Linked DNA regions of Mus musculus: all the other regions are linked to region 3. The links are chromatin contacts, called in public HiChIP or PLAC-seq maps. All regions are on one chromosome and are shown on one strand. The core of a region is the stretch at or near the end of the contact, and the rest is flanking DNA. Distances in the headings are between cores, read along the strand shown.

The links. HiChIP or PLAC-seq counts read pairs in DNA pulled down with a chosen protein or histone mark.
Region 1: an H3K4me3 HiChIP or PLAC-seq map of embryonic forebrain shows a contact between it and region 3, with 6 times the contacts expected there. The contact joins two enhancer-like sites. A contact is called at or near these places in 2 of 484 Hi-C or Micro-C datasets (ganglionic eminence and stem cell-derived neural progenitor cells) and 11 of 115 datasets of contacts at active chromatin or transcription factors (craniofacial prominence, embryonic basal ganglia, embryonic forebrain and 7 more).
Region 2: a contact with region 3 is called in an H3K4me3 HiChIP or PLAC-seq map of embryonic basal ganglia, with 3 times the contacts expected there. The contact joins two enhancer-like sites. A contact is called at or near these places in 2 of 115 datasets of contacts at active chromatin or transcription factors (embryonic basal ganglia and embryonic forebrain).

Annotation. Positions count from the first base shown.
Region 1 is chr8:12,399,961-12,404,472 of GRCm38.p6, reverse strand. The region is part of intron 1 of Sox1ot (Sox1 overlapping transcript); the gene reads right to left. Among named protein-coding and RNA genes, the nearest start is that of Sox1, 6.7 kb to the right of the region's middle. Within about 2 kb of position 3,157, at least 67 of the 459 cell types and tissues checked have an H3K27ac peak or open chromatin away from gene starts, as enhancers often do. A contact at or near this core is called in embryonic basal ganglia, embryonic forebrain, forebrain and 2 more, where this site is marked.
Region 2 is chr8:12,427,710-12,432,052 of GRCm38.p6, reverse strand. Sox1ot (Sox1 overlapping transcript) reads right to left here. Exons shown (of 8, transcript NR_027975.2): 5 at 2,015-2,546; 6 at 1,322-1,903; 7 at 1-618. Among named protein-coding and RNA genes, the nearest start is that of Sox1, 34 kb to the right of the region's middle. Within about 2 kb of position 1,837, at least 69 of the 459 cell types and tissues checked have an H3K27ac peak or open chromatin away from gene starts, as enhancers often do. A contact at or near this core is called in embryonic basal ganglia and embryonic forebrain, where this site is marked.
Region 3 is chr8:12,123,745-12,128,067 of GRCm38.p6, reverse strand. No RefSeq gene overlaps it. Among named protein-coding and RNA genes, the nearest start is that of Gm33029, 110 kb to the left of the region's middle. Within about 2 kb of position 1,502, at least 52 of the 459 cell types and tissues checked have an H3K27ac peak or open chromatin away from gene starts, as enhancers often do. A contact at or near this core is called in embryonic basal ganglia, embryonic forebrain, forebrain and 2 more, where this site is marked.

The DNA of each region.
Region 1 (4,512 bases), core at 1,908-4,407, 270 kb before region 3:
CAGCATCTTCCTTACTGTGCCTACCTAAAACAGAGCAGGTTCTTGCAGTCCCGCTGGTCAGCCTGTCTGGGTCCTGGTCAGAGGGATAAGGGTAAGAAGTCGCTGCTCTTGCAAAGCTCCAAGTCTGTGTCTAGTACCACAAGTCCAGTCCAAAGCCAACTTAACAAAGGCTCTCTTTAAAGTCACATCGCCACTACCACCAATCACAGTTCAGCACTGTGCAAGCCACCCAGGGAACCTTCCACACAGGGAGGACCAGGACATGTGGCTTCATGTGCTCTGGAAGGCACCCCTGTCTCCCCCAGGCCAGGCCGGATGCCTGTGGCCTGTGCTCTGGAAGGCAATTGACTGCATGTCATTTCTTCTGAGTGACACGTGTCTCACCCAGGAGACAGTGAGCCTTGTCCAGTTGATCTGAAACTTATGGGCACCTGGTAACAGTCCAGCCATGACACAGGACATCTGCCGAGCAAACAGGGATGTGACAGCTCTCTGAGAATTCCTATACACGGTGGATCATGGCATTCCCCCCTCTGCAACACCTTCCTCCTAAAATCCTGGTTCCACAGGTCACTGAATTCAAGGCTGTGTGTTACCTTTATACCTGACCATTCGTGGAGACCTTCTGCTTGCTGGGCTCTGCAGGGCGTGTCCCAAGGAACCCCATGTTTGGTGGTTTTGGCCTCACTTCTGAACGACAGATCCTAAATTGAGAAAGCTCTATTTTGTCAAGTCCGGAAAGCAGATGTCTTAGTCATCTTCTCCCTTCAGTTCTGTGTGGAAACAAAGGCCTGGGGTCCAGCTCCTTCACCCAACAGAGAGGCACGAGCCCTCCACTTAGTGACTGAGAGGTTTAGCTTATTAAAGCCTGAATCTGCTCAGTTTGCTCATTGGTTAAATATGCTCAGCTCACCTGGATGTCCCCACTTCTGCCACTTAGAAGCAAGACACTGGTCTCTTTAATTTCTTTTTTCTTTCTTAGACGATCCAGATGCTGACACTTAGGTGGCTTTTTTTTTTTTTAAATCTACAGGGAATTTTTGCCTGTGTGAAACTGGGGTCAGGTCTTGCACTGTGTGTGCCTCTTTTCACTCAGCTTGCAGACCTGACTGGAGTACCACCTCTGCCAAGTAGCATCCCTTCTTAGCATTTCCGGGGTGCTGGGAGAGAAAACACTGTCTGGGTGATGGCTCTTGTCAGTTTCCCCATTGTCAGGCCCAATCTTACGTTCCTCCACACTCACAATATTTCCCCACTGGGAACGCGCCTGACATTGCAATTTCTCACAACTGCAGCTCTGCAGTGAATGCCTAATTCCCGAAACTGCAAAATCTAACAAAAGCTGATTTTTTCCACTGATTTGACTGGCTGACTATTCCAAGGCTTTGCGTGTGGTGACCTGCTGTTCTCCACAAACAGAGTCTTTAATGTACCCACAAGGCTGTTCTGAAGTGGCCGAGGGCAATTAAATCCTCACGAGAAATCCGCAGGGCATTCAGGAAGACTCTAAGGCCACCGTCTCTGACACAGGCAAATTTCCCCAGAAGGTCACTTAGCATTTGCTTCTGCAGCATTCTGCTCTTCCACTTTGAACTTCGAACTCACAGCCTACTTTCTACCTAAGTGTGTGAGTCCACAGGGTGCGCCCACTGTGCAGGGATGTGCGAGTTTGTTATTTAAAACAAAAACAAAGAAACGCTGAAAACTGGCTCTGTCCTGTCCCTGCTGGTGGAGTCTGTTCATGTGCAGGTGAGAATTTAGAAGATTTGGCAATTTTGTGTTTTTTATTTGTCCTACCCAAACATAGGCTCTTTGTCTGTGCGTGTATATTACTTCCTTGGGCTTTTATATTTTCCACATTTGTCAAACATTATCAGTTAACCGATATCATCTCAGTAGGAATTCCCAATGGGGCGCTAAGGAGGACAAACCTATTTCCCTGTCCTCAGGCCTCCCTCCACGTTCCTGGTCTCCATCAACGTGAATAAATAGTAAATTTTGCCCTTTAGTATTTCACTCAACCAAGTCTGGCGACTAAACTGTCTTAGTAATGCCTTCCGTTCAATACCATCTCATCTATAGCTTGCAAAGACACTGTCCTTTCAATACCATCTCATCTACAGCTTGCAAAGACACGGATGGCTGTACTGAGTCTAAAATAATGCAGGGGTTACGAGAGGACCACTGAGTCCAGCTTCCAAGAACTTGCCCTTATTTTTATTTATTTATGTATTGCTACTCAAATAAACGGGACCTCTTGGGTAGAGGCCCGTGCAGCTTTCTCTTTAGACTCGAATCCCAAGGAATAGTACCCAGGAGGCACCCTAGACTTAGCCAGTGCAGACGGTTCCCTGAGAACGAAACCTTTGAAGGTAGCTAGTCACTGTCCAGGCCTAGACGCAGCCTGTGTCCGCTGTTGCCCAGAACCCAGTTCTGCCTGGAGCTGCTTGCCACTCTGTCTTTTCCTTGTCTTTGCTTGCCTGGAAACCCTGCTTCCCCTCCCCCTCTCTGCGCCCACTTGTTGCGGTCCCGCCTGGGACCTGCTTGGTTTCCCGACTGATTGTAAAAGGGTTTGGCTTGAGGCTGACCCCAGGTCAGGACTTTCTCCGCCATAACCCTGCAGTCTTTAACACACACCGCTCTTTTCTTAATTCCCCAACGGCCTTCGGGCAAGCGTGGGCATGAGTACGGTGGACGCCAAGCCCTTACTTGCCACCCCCGCAAGGACAGACAAGCTGGAAGAAAGCACCGATCGCCCTGAACCTGTGCCTACGATGGGGCGGCTGGGGAAGAGAGGGGCTGAGGAGGCGGGAAGCGGACCGAATACCAAGACAAAGGGAGGGCTTGGCAGCGCGTGGTGGAAAAGCCAAGCAAGAGCAGAGGCTGCAGACCGGAGGCTAGGGGAAGGGCAGGGATGAGAAGACTTGGTGGACAGGAAAGTGGTGAGAGGGACATGAGAGCAGAGCAAGGTGCGGGTCTCAGCGGACAGCAGAACCACAGAAGCACGGGTGACTTGGAACTCAGGAGGCAGCGTGGAAGATCCACTGGAGGCCGGCCCGCTCCCCCAGAGGTCCTGGCCTCAATGCCTGGGACGGAGGATGCTGTCCGCCGCCGCACTGCCCCGCTGGTTCTGGGGGCGGGTGAAGCTGGGTCCTGCCAGGCACAGCTGGAGAGGAAGGGCCGGGCGGGAGGGGGGAAGAGGAGGGCTGAGAAGAGAAGGAGGGGTGGTGAGGCTTCCCAGCTTCGAGCTGGGGAGGCAGGCTTGAGCTGCGCTGCAGGAGCCTGGACCAGTCCACCCGCCACCCGCCACCCCGCACAGAGGGACTCTGGCATTCTCGCCCCGGGGGCCCGCGCTGCGCCTCTCTCTTCCTTATCCGTCCGCCCTCTCAATCCCGCCAAGTGCTGCGCCAAGGCCAAGTCTGCTCTCCTCCTGAACTTTCCCAGGACTCTAACCTACGGTTAGATTCCACCGCGGGGCTCCCGGACACCCGCTGCGGAAGCTGGGTTGGGGAGAGGGCGTGACCACAAGAGCTCAGGGGCCCCGAGCCAGCAGTGCTGAACCCGGGCTGGACAGAGCTTGCTTTCCTGCGTCCCCAGAACATGAGTGCTGGGGAGGGCTTCTGGAATAAACTGGAATTTTCCGGAGACAGAGCTCGGCAGTGCCCAGTCTTTGTCGGGGAAAATGAAATGCGTGAATATGAGTGTTATTCTTCTCCCACACGCATGATTTTAATAGACCTATCAGTCACATCCCGACACATCTGCAGATCAGGCGCGCTGCGCCCGCAACTCCTTTAAAAAAATTAATTCGTTTCATCTGCCTACTAGTGCGTTTGAGGGAGGGTGTCAAAGTCTCAGTGGCAACAATAAAAAGGGGCCAGTGAGTTTTTTTTTTTTAAGTGAGCAAAGAAAGGGGAATAGGAGAGAGGGAGGGAGAGGGGCAAGGGGGCGGAGGGGGGGCGACCACCAGGCAAACCATCCCGCTCAGTTTACCCGTGGGTTAGAAGCCACCCAGGCGCCCTACACGAAGTTATGCAAACTTTATCCACGCTTCGCAAAGATCCTGCCCCATTCTCCACACAGAGTTTTAAACAAGATCGCACTAATAGAAGGAAACACCGCCCGAACTTTGGAAGTGAGTTATCTGGTAATCATAGCCATAAAAAAAAAAAACAAAAACAACAACAACAAAAAACCCTCACTTGAATAAAAATGTGCATGGCTCGGTAAGGTACTGAAACTACCCTTGAGTTGGGCTCTAAGTAAGACCTAGGAGAAAATTCTCTCCATTTATTTAAAATGGAGAAAGTTTGTCTGTCTGGATCTGGCCTCGATCTTGAGAGAAGCCCCCCCCCCTCTGTATTGTTTTCAAATTAAGTCATTAGAGAATTTCTCCTTGTCTTTCACATCAGTAGAACCCAAAGGAAGGTGGCTTGAAAGCCTGGCACAAAGAGTTCTTGTTCACTGGGTAGAGCTCAAGTAGGGAGCACAAACCTCTGAAAGTCTTGGGGT
Region 2 (4,343 bases), core at 588-3,087, 300 kb before region 3:
GGACTAAAGGCGTGCGCCACCACTGCCTGGGTACAACCCACCGTCTTTAACTGGAACAGGTAGGGCAAGGGGCTGAACAACTAGGATTTATTTCCACGCCCACAGTTCCTAAGTAAATATTACTAACCCTTGTAGGACCAGGATCCCGAAGGAGAAAATTCCAGGGGAGGGGCCTAAGGAGTAGCTGTGGGTGTGGTAGGGGTGAGGCTGGGAGATCAAGATGGGAGGGAACATTTTTCTGCATCTGAATAGACCACGGTCTGAAGACTCAGCAGCATCATTTTCAGGTTAAAAAGCTCTTTATATAGGCAGTTCTGTGCCTTTACTGGGAGCTAATCAACCTCTCTCAGGCCGGAGTCCCCACAGGCCTGTTTCCTTCCTCTCTTCCACATCTTCTGTGCGCCTAAGTGCTCGTAGACCCCCAACCCGAGCCCAAACAGGTGCTAGCTACTGTGCAGCATCCACTGCAGGGAGCTGGCCAGCTGCTGGCCCCCGCAAGAACCTAGGGGAAGCTTCCGTGTTCCCACCCGTGTTCACTGCGGATTGCAGCACCGCTCATCTTGGGAATATAGCGATTAATCCAGCCGCAGGTTTCCAGATAAGTGACTGTGATGGAGACTGTTGGCGAGAAAATAGACAATTATCCGCTGTTAGCTTTACATAAAGATCGCATTAACTCAAATTAGTTATCAGACAAAAGAGCGTCGGCAAGCGCGCCCTGCCGGCCCGCGCCCTGCACGCGGGCACCTCGGGGTGCAGCCGGGCAAAGCGTGGGGCTGGGCTGTGGCTTCGAGACGTGGGGCCGGGAGTGGGAGGACGCGGCGGGAGGGCTCTAGGCTGGCGTTACTCGTGCTGTGCTGGCCTGGATGGGGCGAGGGAGGGACATAGGGGCAGCCTACGGAGCCGGATCGGCCGGCCCCTGAACTACAACAGTCCCACCTCAGTCTGTCCCACGCTCGTCCCTTTTGCAAGCTCTACCCTGGGAGCCAGCCTGTCCCCGCGACCTGTAGTTCTTTCGTCTCTGGCTGTGACGTCGTTAATTCTCCCAGGCAGAGGCGGCTCTCCAGGCTCGCCACTGCCCCGCAGGGTGCACTGGACAACCTGGTGATCTGATCCTGCGGGGCTACCAGCCAGTATTCCCCGCCCCTGAACCCCCCACCCACCCACCCACCGCCACCCACCGCACTTTCTGAAGGTCGCTCTCAGTATGACTCATAGAGACGAAAAATGAAGACAAGCTGAGGGGGACCGGGCCCGAGCAGGGATAGGATGGGGCTGAGAGTGGCCTGAGGCAGGACCACGTCAGTGCGGCCTCGATTACCAAAGTTACGCACTGTCCACGCACTGAGCATCTTCGCTACCCTCCTTCTCCTGTATCCCGGTTAGCCTGGACACCGGCTTTCACCCGCAGGATGGATTTCGCTGACCGCTGTCGGTGGGAACAAACGCAGCGCCCAACATCCCGACGGGTTGCAACGCCCAGCGGGGTCCCCACTGCTGCAGGCGCGTACTGGCGGTGGCGCTTGCGCCCGGCCGGCCTCCTTGGCCCCAGGGTCCCCGGTCCCGCTGAATAGGGCGGATAATGACCCCCGGTTCCCAAGGCAGGCTCTCTGCTGCCTGGTGAGCCTTGGATTTGTGTGGTCCAAGCCTTTCCCAGCTTGTCCCATTCTGTCACCGGGATAAGGGGCTCCCTCGGCTCGTTTGCACCTGCGTCGCTTTTGGCTCCTTCAGGAATGCGCTGAAGCTTGTAATCAGCTTTGTGAAGCCATTGAGTGCACGGCTGAGTGAAACTTCCAAAGCTCGAGGAAAACTGGCCGGCTGAATAGGAGCCAGCATGGGGCTGCTCTCCAAGCCTCCGCGCTGCCAAATTCCAGCAGAGCGCCTCACAATCGCCTTCCCCACACTGAGAAAAGTGAGAAAAGAAAAGGAAAAATACCAGTCACCGGGGTTAGCTGTTTGTTCCCAGATTAATGGCAAGCGGCTCCCTCCTACTCCACCCCTCCACAAAGCTCACCAGTTCAGGAAATATGACAGGGAGGGGAGGGCAGTTATTAATAGCTCCCCAACTGATGTCACCCCCCCCCCGGGCGGGGGTCTTCTGGGTCTCTGGAGGGGTCCTCCATTCCCAGTTGTTGAGTTGAGCTCCATGTGCCTTAGGCCCAGCAGTTGAAGCTTGTCTTTGCTTGAGTAGAGCGGAGGATGAAGCCATATAGAATCCTTAGCCTAGGCTTCAGGAAGGAACCACTAAGCACCGGGCTCCTTCTATGCAGGCCCAGCAGGGACCCTGCATGCTGGCCCCTTAGCAACAGGTTCCTGGGTCTCTCCTTAGAGGAGCACTCTCACTTCCAAGACTCCCGTAATACCGTTTCTTGGTGACTCCAGTAACAGAGGTGCCTGCAGGGTGACAGCCACTACAGGTGCTTCTCCTTCTGCTTCAGGCATCTGGGCTGTGATTTCTAAGAGCCAACTACTTAAGACAAGTATTTCCATGTGCCGCAGAGGCCCTGGCTGATTCTCTCCCACTCAAGGTTAGTGAAGGCTCCTCTCTGCAAAACAAAATCCTTACCAGTCAACAAAAGACCAGACAGCCTGCAAAAGGCAAAACCATCCTTTTCAAGGTCCAGGTATACCTGGATTCTGGATGGCTGCTCGTCAAGGGAGGGCTCCTCCTTGGGAAGCCACAGTAGGTTCTAGAAACAGTGCGTGCAGTGTCCCTGTAGACAGAGGCACCGCCAGTGTCTACTTTGTGGATGCTGATCTGAACTCAAGTTTCAGAAAGGAAAACTAGAACCCTTTCTCTGTATCACTCAGGAGACCCTTAACTTAGCAAAGCCCCGTAAGAACCTCCCAGAGAATAGAAAGCAGAGGCCATATTGTGATGGACACATTAAAAACTTGCCTCACAATGGCTCTGGATTTTCATAGCTAATGAATTCCTTCCACCCTGAACAGGAAGTCTTTTCTGGGAGCACAGCTACTCGGCTCTTGTTTGATCCAGATGTCCATGTATGCCCTCTAGCCAAGAGAAGCTCAGTCCTGTGGGGTTCTTGCTGCCGTACCTTGCTTCCGTGGGGGGTACTCATGATGTCTGACTGTGGCTCTGTGCTATAAATAGTCCCCTGGTAGATCGAAAGGCTTAATGGGCCTCTTTAAATACCTAACTTATTATAAAGCCCTGGGGAGAATAACATTAACAGGCAGGGAGGAACAAGAATCAAGCTCCTCCTGTAGCAGCCCTATTACAGTGCTCTTGGTTGCAATCCTTACGGTGCAGAGTGGGCAGGAATTTTCCTATTTATACACCTTAATGTGCAGAGGGGGCTAGAGCACTTGAGAGGGTGTGAGAGACAGCCTGTCTGAGCAAGGAGGGAACTGAACTTACAGAGGTGGAGGGAGTGTCCCAGAATTGCTAATCAGGAGGATTCTGGCTACTTTCAGGTCCACCGGAAGGAGCTGCAGCTGGCGCACCGTTCTGCAGTCAACCATGCTTCGCAGCGGCCGGCGGACTAGTGAGGAAGCCCTCCCTTTCAGACAGACCAGGAGGAAATGTGGGACTCAGAGCAAAGTTACCTGACTGGGAACCCAGACTGTACATGCTCACTCAGAGGCTCTGAGCCACTTTGAACATCCCAACTCGCGCAAGCCACCCACGCTGACAATCAAAGTTTACTTTTTTTTTTTTTTCATTGTAAAGTTCGGCTCCATGTCTCCTGCAACCCCACTCATTCCAGCCACTCTCAGCGACAAGTCAGGAGGATCTGCGGCAATTCAGAAATGAGTGAAATTTTATTCCTGGTGGGGGCACTGGATTAAGAGGCTGGGAGAGTGTGAAGCTAGTCAACGTGTAATTGCGTGATAAGGCTCTCACGAGGAATTTATTGGCCAAGTTGCTATTTCTATTCCTTCCTAATCTGGTTTAGCACATTCGTTCTGTGCAATCTGTCTTCATAATCTCCTGTAGCAGAACGGCAGCCAATGGAAGCTCGCGTGTTTGGAGAGTGCAGGAAATATGCAGAAGCGCGATAAACTGATGCTAATTACCCATATTTAGGGCAGCAAGTGCAGAAGATCAAGGTTTACAAATAACAAGCCAGAGCCGATGATGATGGCTTCCTTGTGTGGAATGTATCGGAGGGGACCAGATAAGGGTTTCACGGGCAGCAGGGATTTATTGGTCAAAGGCTGTACCTTCCACTTCCCCACTTTTATAGCAGTAAATTATTTCGGCTAAATTCACCAGAACATCACTCTTTCATTTGGCGATGTGCCGTGACTTGCTCTTTCTTTGTGTCCATTCAATGCAAATCCTTGTAGTTTAACATCAGCTGATAAGAAACAAATAA
Region 3 (4,323 bases), core at 253-2,752:
ACAGCTGCAGGATGTGGCTCTGTTGGGGACCCGGCAGCCAAGCAGCCTGAGGAGGGGCAGGCACTGTGGTAAATGTTTCCTTAGCACCTCTAGCGACTGCCAAGACCCTCCTCATAGCAAGAGATGTGCTCAGAGAAACAGCCCAGGTGTCCTTTGCCTAGAAGGTGAAGGTATGGGAATGGTGCAGCAGCTGTCAGATTCTGTCCTGGGGGACAAGAAGCTGACACCTGTCTCTATCTGTACCCTTAGGTCAGGCACTCTGCCCCAGGCTCTTTCCGTCTTTAAATGGGTGGGAATCTCCCCACTTTGCCCTGAAGAGCACAGAAGAAACACACAATCAGAAAGGAAGAAAGTCTTTTCAAGGCTGTTTACTTGGGTGCAGCATTGACAAATGTTTCTTTCTCCTCCAGGGCCCACCCACAGACAGCAAGAGAACAATGATGCTCAGGAGCTGCTGGCGGCTGAGGGGCGACGTCTCGGAGCCCTGCCGAGCCCATTCAGCCTGCCCGGGTGCCAGCCTGCAGCTCCAAGCCTGGCCCACGGCTAATTACAATGGCATTGATGAGGCTTTGGGAGTTCCTGTGTTTACTTACGTAGCTTAGCAAGTCTCTCAGTTATAAAAAAAAAAAGAAAAAGGAGAATCACTAATGTTTCAGAAAAAGAGTGTGCCGATGAGGAAGAAAGAATTTACTTCTTAAATGTATTGATATTGAAAATAGAGCCAAGCTCTTCCTCTGGCATGGCCCCTGTCTCTGGAAGATTCCAGAGGCGCTTGTGTCTGCCAGCGGACGGATGTGTGTCAGAAGCCCCAGGCTCCAGTTACAGAGTGTCTAACTTATCCGTGCAAGCAAACAACCAAAGTTACATCATTTTAATCAACACTCATCATTTTAATTGCCTGCATCTCCCCCCAGAACAAAATGACACTATAGTTTTATGGTATTTGATTAATGAGGGCAGGAAAATTGAAGTTTTTGCAATAAAACTAAAAAAAAAAAAATCAACAGACTTTTATCGTTTTTTCCCTTGTGATTTTAATTTAATGGCTCGTGTTTTCATTACCACAGAGGCTGTACACTTTAGCTCGCAATTATGCCCCATCTGTGAGGCACTGTGTTACTGTGTTATTACAGTTTATTCTAGGAGCTTTTCAATCACTTTTGAGTTGGGCTTTATAAGTATTCTTGCAGCAGGTGGGCTTCCTGGCATGCGACCAGGAGCACACAAAGCGCCAAGCTGGAGTTTAATGGCAGCATATGCACGTGGCACGGAGCACCAGCCTTCCCCATATGCTGCTAAGCAGCCCCTTAAGCCTGCCAGTCACTCTTCTTTCTGACTACGGTCTCTAAGTAGTTCTCTGCCAGGGAAAAATATACGAAGGCAGCGAATTTTTCCAGTGTGCACCATCCTTATTATTGAGACAACCCTGTCATTAGCACAGGCACAATGAACCCAAACCTGGGATGCATACCAATTAGGCTGCATGAGCACTTCTGCTTCTTATCTCTATGGAAACGGCCCCCCTGACTGCAGTGGACAAGCAGGAGTGTCCCCCCACCCATATGTCACCTAGTTAACACTGTGCACTTTCATGTGAACCAAAATCTGCCCTAGCCCTCACAGCAGCGCAGAGAAAGAAAGGGAGCAACGGAAGTCTCTCTCAGAACTGTGGGAGGGATGCATCCTTAGAGAGCGGGCTGGTTGGCATGGCCGTCTCAGGAAGTGCAGAGTGAGGATCTGTCTATCTTTGAATCTAGAAGTCATTTTCTCCCATTAAATCTAGCAGGGAGAGTTCAGGCAAGCTAAAAGAAATTTCTACATCCCGTGGAAGAAAAATAGAGCCTAAATATTTTCCTCAAAATTTATATAAAGTGTTTTACTCATAAGCAACCGAGATACCCCCTCAGAGCCCTGGGCACCAGAGTCACTTTGCTCCAGACCTTCCACCAGCCCCATGGACACCAATGTCCACAAGGAAACAAAGGCTCAAAACGTTTGAATGTGCAAAGCTTTTGCCACCGAATACTGAGAACTTTGCAAAGACCCATGGGTGATCTTTTGTTCTGAGTGTGTAAGAGGAGAAAAAAAACAGGGAGGGGCAGCAAGGGAGAGAGAGAAAGGGAGAGGCAGCCAGGAGACAGACAAACAGACAGGCAGACAGACAGACAGACTTTTTATCTTAGTGGCTCTCTCAATTACAGCTGGGGTATTTTGGACTCATGTTCACCCTATGGCTTGGGATTCTCATTGTCCTCTACTGTGCTGAGTATCAGAACATGACACACACTGTGGCTTCATCTTCCTCCACTTCCCAGTGGTAATGTAAGAGATACTAGAGGCTAAACAAGGCTGTCTGGGTAGGCAACTCACTCTCTTAGGGGACTTGCCATAGCCCAGCAGTGCCATGTTCTAAGCCAGCTGCTGTGTCTTGTTTCTTCTGCTAGGAGACTCCACAGTGCCTATGGAAGGATGGATATCCATCTTCAGCAAATGAGAACTATCTTAGGTAGGGTTTTTATTGCTGAGAAGAAACACCATGGCCAAAAAGCAAGCTGGATAGGAAAGGGTTAATTTGGCTTACACTTCCTTATTGCTGTTGATTATTGAAGTCAGGACAGGAACTAAAACAGGGCAGGAACCTGGAAGCAGGAGCTGATGCAGAAGCCATGGAGGGGTGCTGCTTATTGGCTTGCTCCTCATGGCTTGCTTAGACTGCTTTTGCCCAGGATCACCAGCCCAGGGATGGCACCACCCACAATAGACTGAACCCTCCCATATCAATCATCGATTAAGAAAATGCTGACATTGCCCACAGCTCACTCTTATGGAGGAATTTTCTCAATTGAGGCTCCCTGCTCTGAGATGACTTCAGCTTGAATCAAGTTGACATTAAACTGTCTGGCACAAGGGAAGACACTTGAAGATTTACAGCCTAAGCATCATGTTTTAGGGCCCAAGGAATACTTGGAACTGAGTACAAAGGCCTTGGAGTTCAGCAGCTTGAATTCCACTCTGGCTTCAGAGATGAGGATCCCACAGTCAGGACTCTGCTCCAGCCAGCATCAGTTCAACCCTCAGCTCTGCCACTTACTAGCTGTGCTGCTTTGGACAGTTTAGTCAACCTCTCTGAAGTTTGTGTTACTGCTGCTACTAACTTCATTTGTTTCCATAAGACTAATTTCGTTAGCACATGGGGGGAAAGTCTGTATTTAGGTAACACTCAAGGTGTCTTGAATACTGAATCATAATACTGTAAGATTTGCTGGCAATATATTTTTCTCTGTATAAAAAAGTTACCTGGTTCTAGTGGTGCAGACCCTTAAGCCTAGAACTTAGGAGGCTGAGGCAGGAAGATCATAGGTTCAAGTCTAGCCTGGGCCACAGACTGAGTTCAAGAATAACCTGGGCAATTTAAAGTGACCTTGTTTCCAAAACAGAGAAACAAAGGCTGGGTACACAGCTCTGTGTGGATTGCTCTCCAAAAATGGGTTCAGACCTCAGCACCATAAAAAACAAACAAAAAAACAAATCAGCATCTTTTTCCATGTGTGTTCTCTGCCCAAGGTTTCACTCAACACTCTGGAAGTCAAACATGAAAAATGACTTCTTTCTATTTGTGAAATAAATCCTCAACTGTATTGTGTGTAAGCAAGAAACACAAAATTAACAGGGTCCAGGCTACCGTGACCTCTTGTCTGGGTCTGTCTTGGACTGGTTAGTTCAAGGCCACATCACTGTCCCATTCTAAACCATGAGGTCCCTCTGTTACCATCTTCTCATGGTTATTCTCTGCCCTCCACTCCCAACAAGTAGAAGATGCCTAGTGTCTTAGTTATGCTTTTGCTGAAAAGAGACACCATGATGAAGGCAACTCTTATAAAGGAAAACATTTAATTGGGGCTGGCTTACAGTTTCAGAGGCTTAGTCCATTTTCATCATGGCAGAAAGCATGGCTGCTGGAGAAGGAGTTGAGAGTTCTACATCTTGATCTACAGACAGCAAGGAGGAGACTGGATGTGTTTCACACCGGGGGTAGCTTGAGCATCTAAGATCTCAAAGCCCTGCCTCCACAGTGACACACTTCCTCCAGCAAGGCCACACCTCCTCCAGTAAGACCATACCTCCTAATAGTGCCACTTCCTGTGGCCAAGCTTTCCAACACATCAATCTATGGGAACTATAGCGATTCTAACTCTATATTCTACTCCCTGGCCCCCATAGGCTTATAGCCATAACATAATGCAAAATGCATTTAGTCCAAGTTCAAAAGTCCCCGTAGTCTGTCACAGTCTCAATAAAGTCCAAAGTTCAGAGTCTCCTGAG